Linked DNA regions of Mus musculus: region 2 is linked to region 1. Evidence: chromatin contacts called from public Hi-C data. All regions are on one chromosome and are shown on one strand. The core of a region is the stretch at or near the end of the contact, and the rest is flanking DNA. Distances in the headings are between cores, read along the strand shown.

Region 1 (5,061 bases), core at 784-3,283:
ACACATGGCTGCATGTGAGGGCCCATGTGTGTGTGTGTGTGTGTGTGTGTGTGTGTGTGTGTGTCTGTCTGTCTGTCTGTCTGTCTGTGTGTCTGTGTATTTACCTGTGACACAGCTAGGCATAGGCTTGTCTTTCCTCTGTGAGTTCTCCCTTCAGATTCTAAATTCTTTTGAAATGTTCAGCTTTCTTTTAGTTACCTACTGGCCTACAATCTAGTTTCTTTTTAAAAGTTCCTGTTTCCTGTGTAAAACACACACACACACACACACACACACACACACACACACACACACACACAGAGGCCTCCTTTTAAATTGCAATTTCTTTTAGTTTTGAGAATTTCATACATGAATGCAATACACTCACACCCTCCTCCATTTTCCTCTTCTAATTCCTCCCACAGCTATCATGTTTCCTCCCATCTTCATGCCCCCCCTTTTTTTTAAACCATGAAACTTCAAGATCTTGCACAACTGATTAGAAAAGAAAGTAACCCTAAAGGATCTAATAAATATTTATCATTCATATGTCTGTAGGTGGCACTCTTAGCTCTGGTTACAACTCCTCTGGGAGGAAATGAAACTTGCTTTGTGAAAACTGTAGGTGGAAATGAACATGGCTGGCTGACTCTATGGCAGCAGTCACAGGACTAACTCAGTATCCCTTTGATACAAAAAGGGATCTCCATAGTCTAACTCCTTCCACCCACTGCTCATCTTTCAGAGATTCACTCCCTACTTGGATACACCAAGCATATATGGGTCTTTGTTATTTGACTGTACTATGCAATGGTTCAGACTACCCCAATACAAAATTCACAATCACTGCAGCGTTTTGCACTGTTTTACTACTTTTCCAATCAGTGATAATAGCTGAGATGAAAGTACCTTGGACACAATTTCCTTTTTCAAGAGAAAATGTTGAGAAGAATACTAGCTGGAAACCCATATTAATAAACCACTGGGAACTCACTGGAGTGTTTCCCTGATCAGGCATTTGTTTCCAATAGCAAATAGACCAACCGTTCAGTCCTCCAGCCATTTAGTCAATAAGCAAACAAACCAACCAAACATGAAACATGAAGAGGGAGGAGTTTCTAATGGTCTTTCCAGTGTATTTGTAGTGAAAGCAGAAACCAGGAAACCTATAAATGCCCTGACAAACACTGGGGTACCTTGGCAAACTGTGTGGGATGAAGGCACGATTATTGTCATGGTGGTTACAGCATTAAACTCCTCTTAAGGGTAAGTTTTACTTTCTATCCAGGCCAGACTACCCTTAAAGGTGAGAACAGACTTGTGGCTTTACAGTGAGAAACACCATCACAGGAAATATAAGAAAAAAAAAAAAACCCAAATGTGCAAAGCAAAAACTAAAACGAGAAACAGAAACCAGCCTGGAGTTTAGTGTGGGATGATGATTATGAAGGTGGCTTCTACTGAAACCTGTTTCTCTGGGTACAGAATTTCAAAAGAGCACCTGCATATGACCACAACAGGTTGTAAGTTGAGAGTGGCCCAGACAAAACCTAGGACAAAGGGTTTAAATACTGAAGTGAATTTCAAACAGATAAAAAGCTATAATATTCTCTTTGGATTTCTTAGTTTCTGTTCATGTAACGAAAATTTTATCTAGAGAGAAAATGTCTTAGTCTCCTACACCCTTCATTTTCCAGTCATCAGTTTCATCTTGTCAGCACTTCATTCTGTCAAGTTAGTGTGATCTCTCTCTCTCTGTCTCTATCTCACTCTCTTTCTCACATACAAACACACACACGAGAGAGAGAGAGAGAGAGAGAGAGAGAGAGAGAGAGAGAGAGAGAGAGAGAGAGAGAGAGAGAGAGATTCCATCATCTTATTGCTTTTATTAGTGGGCTTCTCATTCTGGGGTCTACTTCAATCCTCTCTTCCAGTTCCAGTGACACATGCAGACTTCTTTCTCAAGTACAGGGTTTCCTTCTTTTGAAGTGTGCAAAGCTCTAAAATATCTACTGATTTGAATATAGATGAAAGGAGTACACAGGCTGCGAGATTGCCTCATATTTGGTACTTCCACTTCCTCTTCTTTTAAAGATGCTGCCTTGCCTGTGGCTTGCCTGCTGGTCCAAGACCCACTTCTCTGTAACCTTGAAAGGCCTTTTGCCTTAAGTCTAAGTGTCTACTTGCCTGAGGGGTTTCTGTAGCTGCAGAAGCATGTCTACTTGAAGTGTCTTGATGTGAGTGCTTAGGAAGCAGCAACCCTTAACCAAAGACAGATGGGAGGAGAGGGATAACGACCTCAGTTTCCTGTGACAGCAAGTATGAATTGTATTTTCAGTCATTCAGTAGGTGTCTGGTGGGAGTGTGTCTTATTTGCCCAAAATAACAGTCCAGCCATTAACTCATTCCATATTGGCTTTTCCTCCCTTCTCCAGATGATTTTATAATTCACTCTCTTGAGTTTTCTGGACTCCTTCTAATATGAGATATACACATCTAACTTGTCAGAGGTCTGGTTTCTAGGAGGAACTTATTCTTTGCAATATAAGTCTAGCTACACACAATATTATTCACTGAACAATATATTATTCACTGAACAAATTCTGTGCTTTTTTTTAAACTTCTGCCAGTATTTATTCTGACCAGAGCACTTTTCCACCTGTGGACTAAACCTCGGCTCACATTAGAAAACTTTATGATTCTTACATCTTTCAAAACATAATCTTCCCTTGTATGGTTTTATTTCTGCTAGTAGACTGGGCTCATTAGGAGAATGTTATCTGTCTATGCACACATTTTAGTATCAGGTTCAACCAGATGTTCCATAAATGGATGTTGATTTATAGGTAAGTGAGTGATCATGAACAGTAATATTTCCTAATCTATATGTCCAGACACTCATTTTCTGTTGTATTACAAGCTGAATGTTTTAAATTCTCAGGTAGTAATATGAAATGCAACTTAGTACACATTTAATATTCAATGGGTTTAAGGATTCTGATCATTCACTCAGTTAATAGACTCTGCAAATCTAAGATTAGAATAGGTTTTTTTTTATTATTATATTACTATGTTTAACTTGAGTCTTAAAACCAAGAGTTGCATCCCTATCTAAATACTTGACATTTCTTCTATATGGTTATAGCTGACTCTCAAAATGTATTTTAGTGATCTCAAAATCTATTCCAGACTCCTCTTTTTTACTACAATTCCTTTTCACCATCCCACATAAACCCGAGTGATTACTGGGATGGCATGGGAAAAGTGCTAAGTAAGTTAAATTTAAAAAGCTGATGAAATATACCATCTGTAACACCCTCCCCCCACAAAGGGACTAACTATCATGTACACTACTCTCTTTTCTTAGACTTTTGGTCACTGAAATGTCCCAAGGTCATCTTACCAGACCTCCTTATCAGAATGAATCCTCTATGAAGAGATAGCTCAGCTGTGGTTTTATGCTGTAGCCTAGGTTGTTTTCATCACAAGTGATTGATAGAAGACTAATTGATAGTCAGAACTCAACAGCTAACTGCTGACAAGGCCCAAAATATCCTAATTCAGTGGTAGTAACTGAGACTGAATTGTTAACAGCCTGTATCCAACATAGTATCTTCTGGGTTCAGGGATGTATGTGTGTGTGTGTGTGTGTGTGTGTGTGTGTGTGTGTGTGTGTGTGTGTGTGTGTGTATGTGTGTGTGTGTGTGTGTGTGCTTGTGTGTACCCACAAAGATCCAGGAGAAAATAAGATTGTAGCTTTTAGTATCCTCGAAAAAAGATATCATCTATAATTTTTTAAAATCTCTATCACATAGTCCAGAGTCAGGTCAAAGAGGGTTTGATTTTAGATTTTCAAAAAAAAAATTCTTTACTATGGCTTCCTGTTTACTTCTTAGGAGTTGAAGAATCAACTTCTTTGATTTTCAGCAGTAATGTCATTTCTTTCTCTCACCTCAAATAAAAATAAGATATAAGCAAAGGTATCCTATGTTTTAGAATTATGATAGCATTTGTTTCTTTCTTCCTAACTCTGTGATTTAATTTATGACATTGAATTATTGGATTATATACTATATATAACCTCTGTGTTGAGCAAATATTAGAATGTGATCAGTAATTTTCATTTGATATCTCTCCAAAAACCTTTAACTCAATTCTGTTGATTTCCTTTTGTGCCTTGGATATAAACTGAGACACTATAAATAAATTTCTGCTTACTTTCAATATTTTAATCTCCAACTTGAATGTTTCTAGCTCTGGTTAATCATCCAAATTTCCAAATTTCCAATTCATTCATTCATTCATCCAGTTATTCATTTGGTTAGTTTGAGATTTGGAACAATGACTTACCCATTTTGAATGCTGGAATTTCAATTCTGAACCACCATGTCCAGTTCTGCAACTGAATTTAAAAGTAAAGTAATTCCTCTCCCTTTGGTTTACCACTTATTACAGGAAGGGGAAAGTGATAATTTTGTTCTGTTTTATCTTACAATGAAGCTCTTCTTTCTCTCTCGGTTACTGACAAACAGCTGTCCAAAATCTGAAGCTGGAACACATGAAAAGAGAGGATGAGGAAGATCTGACTTTATTACCACTGAGGTCTGATGGCTTGGGTTTTTTGGTCCTCAGATGTCTTTAGGTGGATGATTTTACTTCACATTAATGTAGTAAATTCCCTTTAAAATCCTTGCATTTATAGGTTTTTCCCACCTACATATTGGTGCAGAATATGACTGCTATTCTAGATCATTCTTTATGTCTGCTGTTTTAGTCCCTGAAATTTTACTCTTAATTTCCCACTTACTTATAGGAAAAGAAGTTTCTCCTACACTGGCACACTTTCTTATTAGATGTTTGTGCATTCTTATCTCAATATCGTTGAAAATTAAAGGGTAATCCTTGTGCTGGAACTGACTTTACTGCCACCTCTTTGAGGATTCACTTTTATGGTACTAGTTTATGGTACCATCTTTCAAGGTGCTGTTCAAGCTTCCAAATGAGGGAACAATCAACAGCCCTACCTAGGTAAGATACCTATGAACCACAACAATGAGCAACATGACACCATAAACATAAGCA
Region 2 (5,061 bases), core at 1,027-3,526, 460 kb after region 1:
CGGGTTAGTGATGAGCCTTCGTGTAAGGGCTTCAGAGCATATGGCTTCGTTCCACTTGACATTACAGTTTGGGACTATAAACGGTTTGCCAGGCACAAAAGCTTGCACAATTTGACCTGGTTAGATTTTTCTTTTCATTTTGTAACAACATATCTCATCAATGTGAGGTGTAAACTTAGCTTTAATTTAGGCCATGCAGATACCAGTCAAGGGCTAATATAAACTTTTTATTTGCTGCATGTACCCCTTAGTGAAACATTCAGCTGAGGTATAAACCTAAGTCTATACAAGTTTTATTGATTTAAGAAAGAGGCAGAGAATTCTGGATTCTACACAGTGGGTTTTATTTTTAATCAGTCTCCTGACTTTTCTCTGAAAAGTATTACACAAGCTAGACACATTTATGTCTCTTTCCATTGTATTGTGTTAATTGTGATTAAGTAAACTTAGGTCTTTCTTCAATGTTTATTATTTTCCAGGGATTAGACATATTCTCTCATCAGGATAGCAAATGGGGAAATTTGCTAGTGTAGAACAGAGGATGAAAAGCGTGAAAACTCATTAGGCAAAGAGATTATTCTGTCATCACAAACGTCTTTCATTGTCTCAGTAATCCTCCAATTGCTGGACCCTAAGTAGACACAGTTTAATAAATAGATTTTAACTTATGCTAGAGACTAGAGAAAATGAAGAAATTCCTATGGAAAGAAAGGCAAAGAAGTTAAACTGGGCGCCGCCATAGAGGAGAGTGTGAATCCTACTCAGAGACTGAAAGTGAAGGCAACCCAGAGATGTAAGATGTTAGCCCAAACTCCAGACTGTCCACATGCTTACTGGACAGAAATATTTCAGTTTGAGGAGCACTTGGCAAAGAATAGAATGCTTAAAAATGAACCACACTACTCTTTTTGGTTCATCAATAAAAGGAAACATTCTAAGGTGATCATAAGATATCTTGCAACCACTTGAAAGTCAGCAAAAAAATTTAAACTGTAGAATAAAAACCATCACCTAGCTATGATGTTCTTAACAAAGTTTAAGTATAGTGATAAAGAATACTGGTGGGAGTTTCCTTGGAGACCTTGACTCTGTACTAGAAATGTGTTTGGACTCCCAAGAAAGTTACAAAGTAATCCAAAGTATCTCAATGAAGAAAATGTTTTACTTCTGAAGAAGGGTAAGAGTGTTAGCCACATCAAAATAAGTAGGCAAGTACACTAAGGATATCACTGGGTTTTGATTCCTAGGACAGGAAGGTCACTCTAACTCCCTACAGCTCAGCTGCACATTCACAATAGTATAGCTGATAAGCAAAGTGTAGCTGTTCAGATGAGGATGCTGCCTTAAGCACATATTTTGGTTTCAAGAAATGCTGACCTTGGAGAAATTTCAATTTCTGCCAAGCAACTTTAATTTTTTTTAATAAGTTTTGTCTCAGATAACCCTTCAATAGAAAAAGACAGTATATTTTTTTTATTATATTTTCTACATCCTGGAAAAGAGTGAACTATGGAAATGATGTCAGGATTAACTGGTGTCAAGGACACAAAATGACTTTACAGAGTTTATAAAATGTCACCAGATTGTACCTAGAATATATCATATCTTTCTGCACCCAAATGGGACATGCCATGTGACTTCAATTTTAATAAGAAAGGGCTTGAGGCTATTTCACCGCACATTAAGGGCTCAGGGTAGAATATGCATGGAAAGAGCTGCTGTGTTTCAAGTCAAAGATGAGGGGAAATGGACATAGAGTCACCAAAGAACAGTATACAGAATAGTAGGAATGGAAAGGTAGAATGGCTGTCTAGTGAAAAACCAAGACATTCAAAGTGAAAAGGATTGTTTAATAGGAAGAAAGCATGGAGGGATCACTATGGTTATTTGAGGGTTAGTTCCATAGTGGTGATTTTTGAGACACTAACCTGCTCGCACCGGAGAAAGGGCACCCAGGAATACACAAAACATCTTGCCTTAGGATTACACAGTGGTCCCTCTAGAGGGTATCTGTATTTTATAAACACAGATTGCATGCTTCTGAAAGTGTGAAACTCAAAGAAGGAAGCAATAATGGGAGTGTGCTATGAAGTTTCACAGACCTCCCATTCTCTCCCATCTTACTTGATCTATATATAAATAAAGCTGGAAGACGTGAGGGAGGCCATTCTCCTTTCTCAGATGAGGTCGGGTGGAGACAACACTGAACCCAGCGTTTTATTTAGAGCTCACACTAAGGCAAAGCATGTCAGCCCTGCGATCAACTTAGAGAAATAAGCACAAGCATTACAGGAAGCCAAAGCTGCTGTCAATCGCCCTCCTCCCCCTCAGCCCAGGATATATTTAAACCGAGTAATAATGAAACAAACTGGCAGCTGGCACTCTCACAGTGCCAACTTGAACCCCCTCACAAGAAAACTTTTTTTTCTAGGCAGAGTTTTAATTTCTCATCAAATTTTTCATTCGTTGTTTATTTTAAAGTTGCATTTCTGAGTAAAACATTGGAATGAGATGAACAAAATTGCTAACGAAACATGACTTGGACAATTTACAGGTTTTGAATTTTCAAACTTCTGCTACCCAGACATATACAAGGCTTTCGATTCACAGAAATTTGGACAACAGTTCCTCATGGGGTCAGACACCGAATCTTCAAGCAGTCAGCAAGGGGCCCAGGTAGTACCCTATTTAACTATTGGCCTTCTTCTATATCACATTCACTAAATATACATTATTCCTCCAATACAGTCTTGTGGGTGCATCCTTTCATTCTTCACAAGTTAGAAAGCCAAGGCTCAAAAAACCATTTTCTTAGGGAAAGGCAGCTCTCACTGGCTGATACTATCCATACAGCTTTTTGCCTCTGTTGCTATACAGTTCTAAACTTCTGAAAACAGATGATGTGCTCCCACTGAGAATTCATTTTGTATGTTCCTTTGGGATGGATTTTATTCAGCTTTAGAAAAAGGAAGCCTAAACTGATCACTATTTAGAGAAGACACATCTCATTATTTCTTTGAAAACCAACGTAAAAGAAAAAAATGCCACATGATGCCAGATGTTTGAGTTCATGTGATCACATCTGTAGCTACATAGTTCCTGAGACATCTGAAACTACTCTCCTGTCTTCACCTGTTATATGACAACTATGCCTCGAGGTGGGTATTATATGGTAAAGCACATAAATAAAAAACAAAACAAAACAAAAAAAAAGAAGTAAGAAAAACTGTTGGCATGTATTTTACCATCTAAAAAAGAATGCCGCCCTAAATTCAGTAATGGTGTGAATTCTGCAAAGATTTTCATTACCTTGACTTCTCAGTTCTAAAAACATTCTAGGGAAGAAGGAAAAACTAGACTTGGGAGCAGAAGCTGCAGGGCACCTGCTTGCACTAATACATGAGGGCTGATGAACCCACGGGTGGTGCCAACATGTGCCAATGTGTCTCAGCTTGCTCCCTCAGTAACAGGTGTTTGCAGGCTGGCAAATTGGAGAGTGAGCCTCCCCCTCCCAATTTGCCTGTCTTTCACTTGTCAAGGGTTTTGACAGGCATTTTGCAGTTCTCTGTCATACATTTCTAAGCATGGCTGCACAATTCGCTGCTTAAAGCAACCCAAGTCAAAGAACTCTGAGAATGCCATCTCTGGATTTCTATTGGATGGCATGCCTGGGGTGTTGGTAGCCCTTCCCCTGAACATATGTCCCCCTTCACTCACCCTTCCAGTGGGTGGACACTAAATTCAAAAGTTTGTCCACTGGTAAATAGACTTTGATATTGATTCAATGTTCATCTTTGATTTTCATTCCCATTTAAGGATTAAATTAATTACTTCTTTGTTCCCACAAATTATATGTATAAAAAATTATTTTTATCACTGTTGTAATTTAGAGTTAGAGTTCTAACTTTTACCCTATTTGAAGGACCACCAAATGATACTCCAATATATTGGAGGGTATTTGTTGAGAAGAAAATTCAGACATATTAAAAGCATTTTATGAATTACCTCATTCTTTGGCAATTTCACATATGCGTGTAATATATTCTTGACACTACTCATTGCTCCTTTCTTTCTTCCTCTTTCCTCCTCTGAAACCCAGTCCTCCCATTGAGTCATCCTATTTCCATGGCTTTTGTATTGCTCTCATTTTATCTCTGTGACCACACATTTTTAACCAGGGTCATACTTTGAACACAAGTATGGAGAAATCCACTGGAGCAAGAGTACCTCACCTGTGCCTACATCACTTCAAACAATGACTTCCTTTTCCCTAATTGTAATCAACTACCATTAGCTTCATCGTGACTGAACGTCCGTGGTTCAGTCTTGTGCAGGCCAGACAGAGGGAACTGTAGCTTCTGTGAGCGCATGAGTGACATGCCAGCACTCTTAAACCAGTTTTGTACGGCCCTCCTTCTCAATCACTTGGCTCTCATAGTTTCTTCTTTTGCTTCTTTCAAAATGATTTGTAGGTCTTGGCAGAGGTGGATGATACAGGTAAATTGTTTAAGACCAAACACTCAACAGTCACTTATTCACAGTATTTTGACAATGATGTCTATATCACAATGTCTATATCATGCCGTTCACTTCAAAGAGAGACTGAGAACAGCATTACAGCCACATCAATTTTTTTCATATTTTTTTTTTTTTTTTTTAGTAAGAGATCAACAGATGAGCCAGGCAATAAGCCACTCATGGTTTGGGCTGCACTGAACTACACAAGTGTGTGTGTGTGTGTGTGTGTGTGTGTGTGTATAAGATGGACCTCATGAGTTGCTTGGGAAAGCAAGACAAAATACTTGATTAACATAAAAAAATTCTTGTTAGAGGCTGGTTGGCACTAGCTAATTGGAAACATTTCCTTTCTTATGATATGAACATTTGTACTGATTTAAATTTCAGTTTGTTTGTGTGAGCCAAAGATGTTTAAGTTGTCTCAGCCAAATGGCATTGCAAGAAAGCATTTTAACACTGGAGTTTAATAGTTGCTAATAAACATATAATGAAAGAAATGGTAATAAAATGTATTTTTATACCTGAAGATGGTTGTTTCCATGA

Evidence for each region. A called contact is a pair of places that touch in the nucleus more often than the background predicts.
Region 2: a contact with region 1 is called in a Hi-C map of centroblasts, with 3 times the contacts expected there. The contact joins two enhancer-like sites. A contact is called at or near these places in 1 of 39 promoter capture datasets (the C10 cell line) and 1 of 484 Hi-C or Micro-C datasets (centroblasts).

Annotation. Positions count from the first base shown.
Region 1 is chr4:74,796,323-74,801,383 of GRCm38.p6, forward strand. No RefSeq gene overlaps it. Among named protein-coding and RNA genes, the nearest start is that of Gm26379, 160 kb to the left of the region's middle. Within about 2 kb of position 2,034, at least 6 of the 459 cell types and tissues checked have an H3K27ac peak or open chromatin away from gene starts, as enhancers often do. A contact at or near this core is called in centroblasts, where this site is marked.
Region 2 is chr4:75,260,310-75,265,370 of GRCm38.p6, forward strand. No RefSeq gene overlaps it. Among named protein-coding and RNA genes, the nearest start is that of Dmac1, 15 kb to the right of the region's middle. Within about 2 kb of position 2,277, at least 36 of the 459 cell types and tissues checked have an H3K27ac peak or open chromatin away from gene starts, as enhancers often do. A contact at or near this core is called in centroblasts, where this site is marked.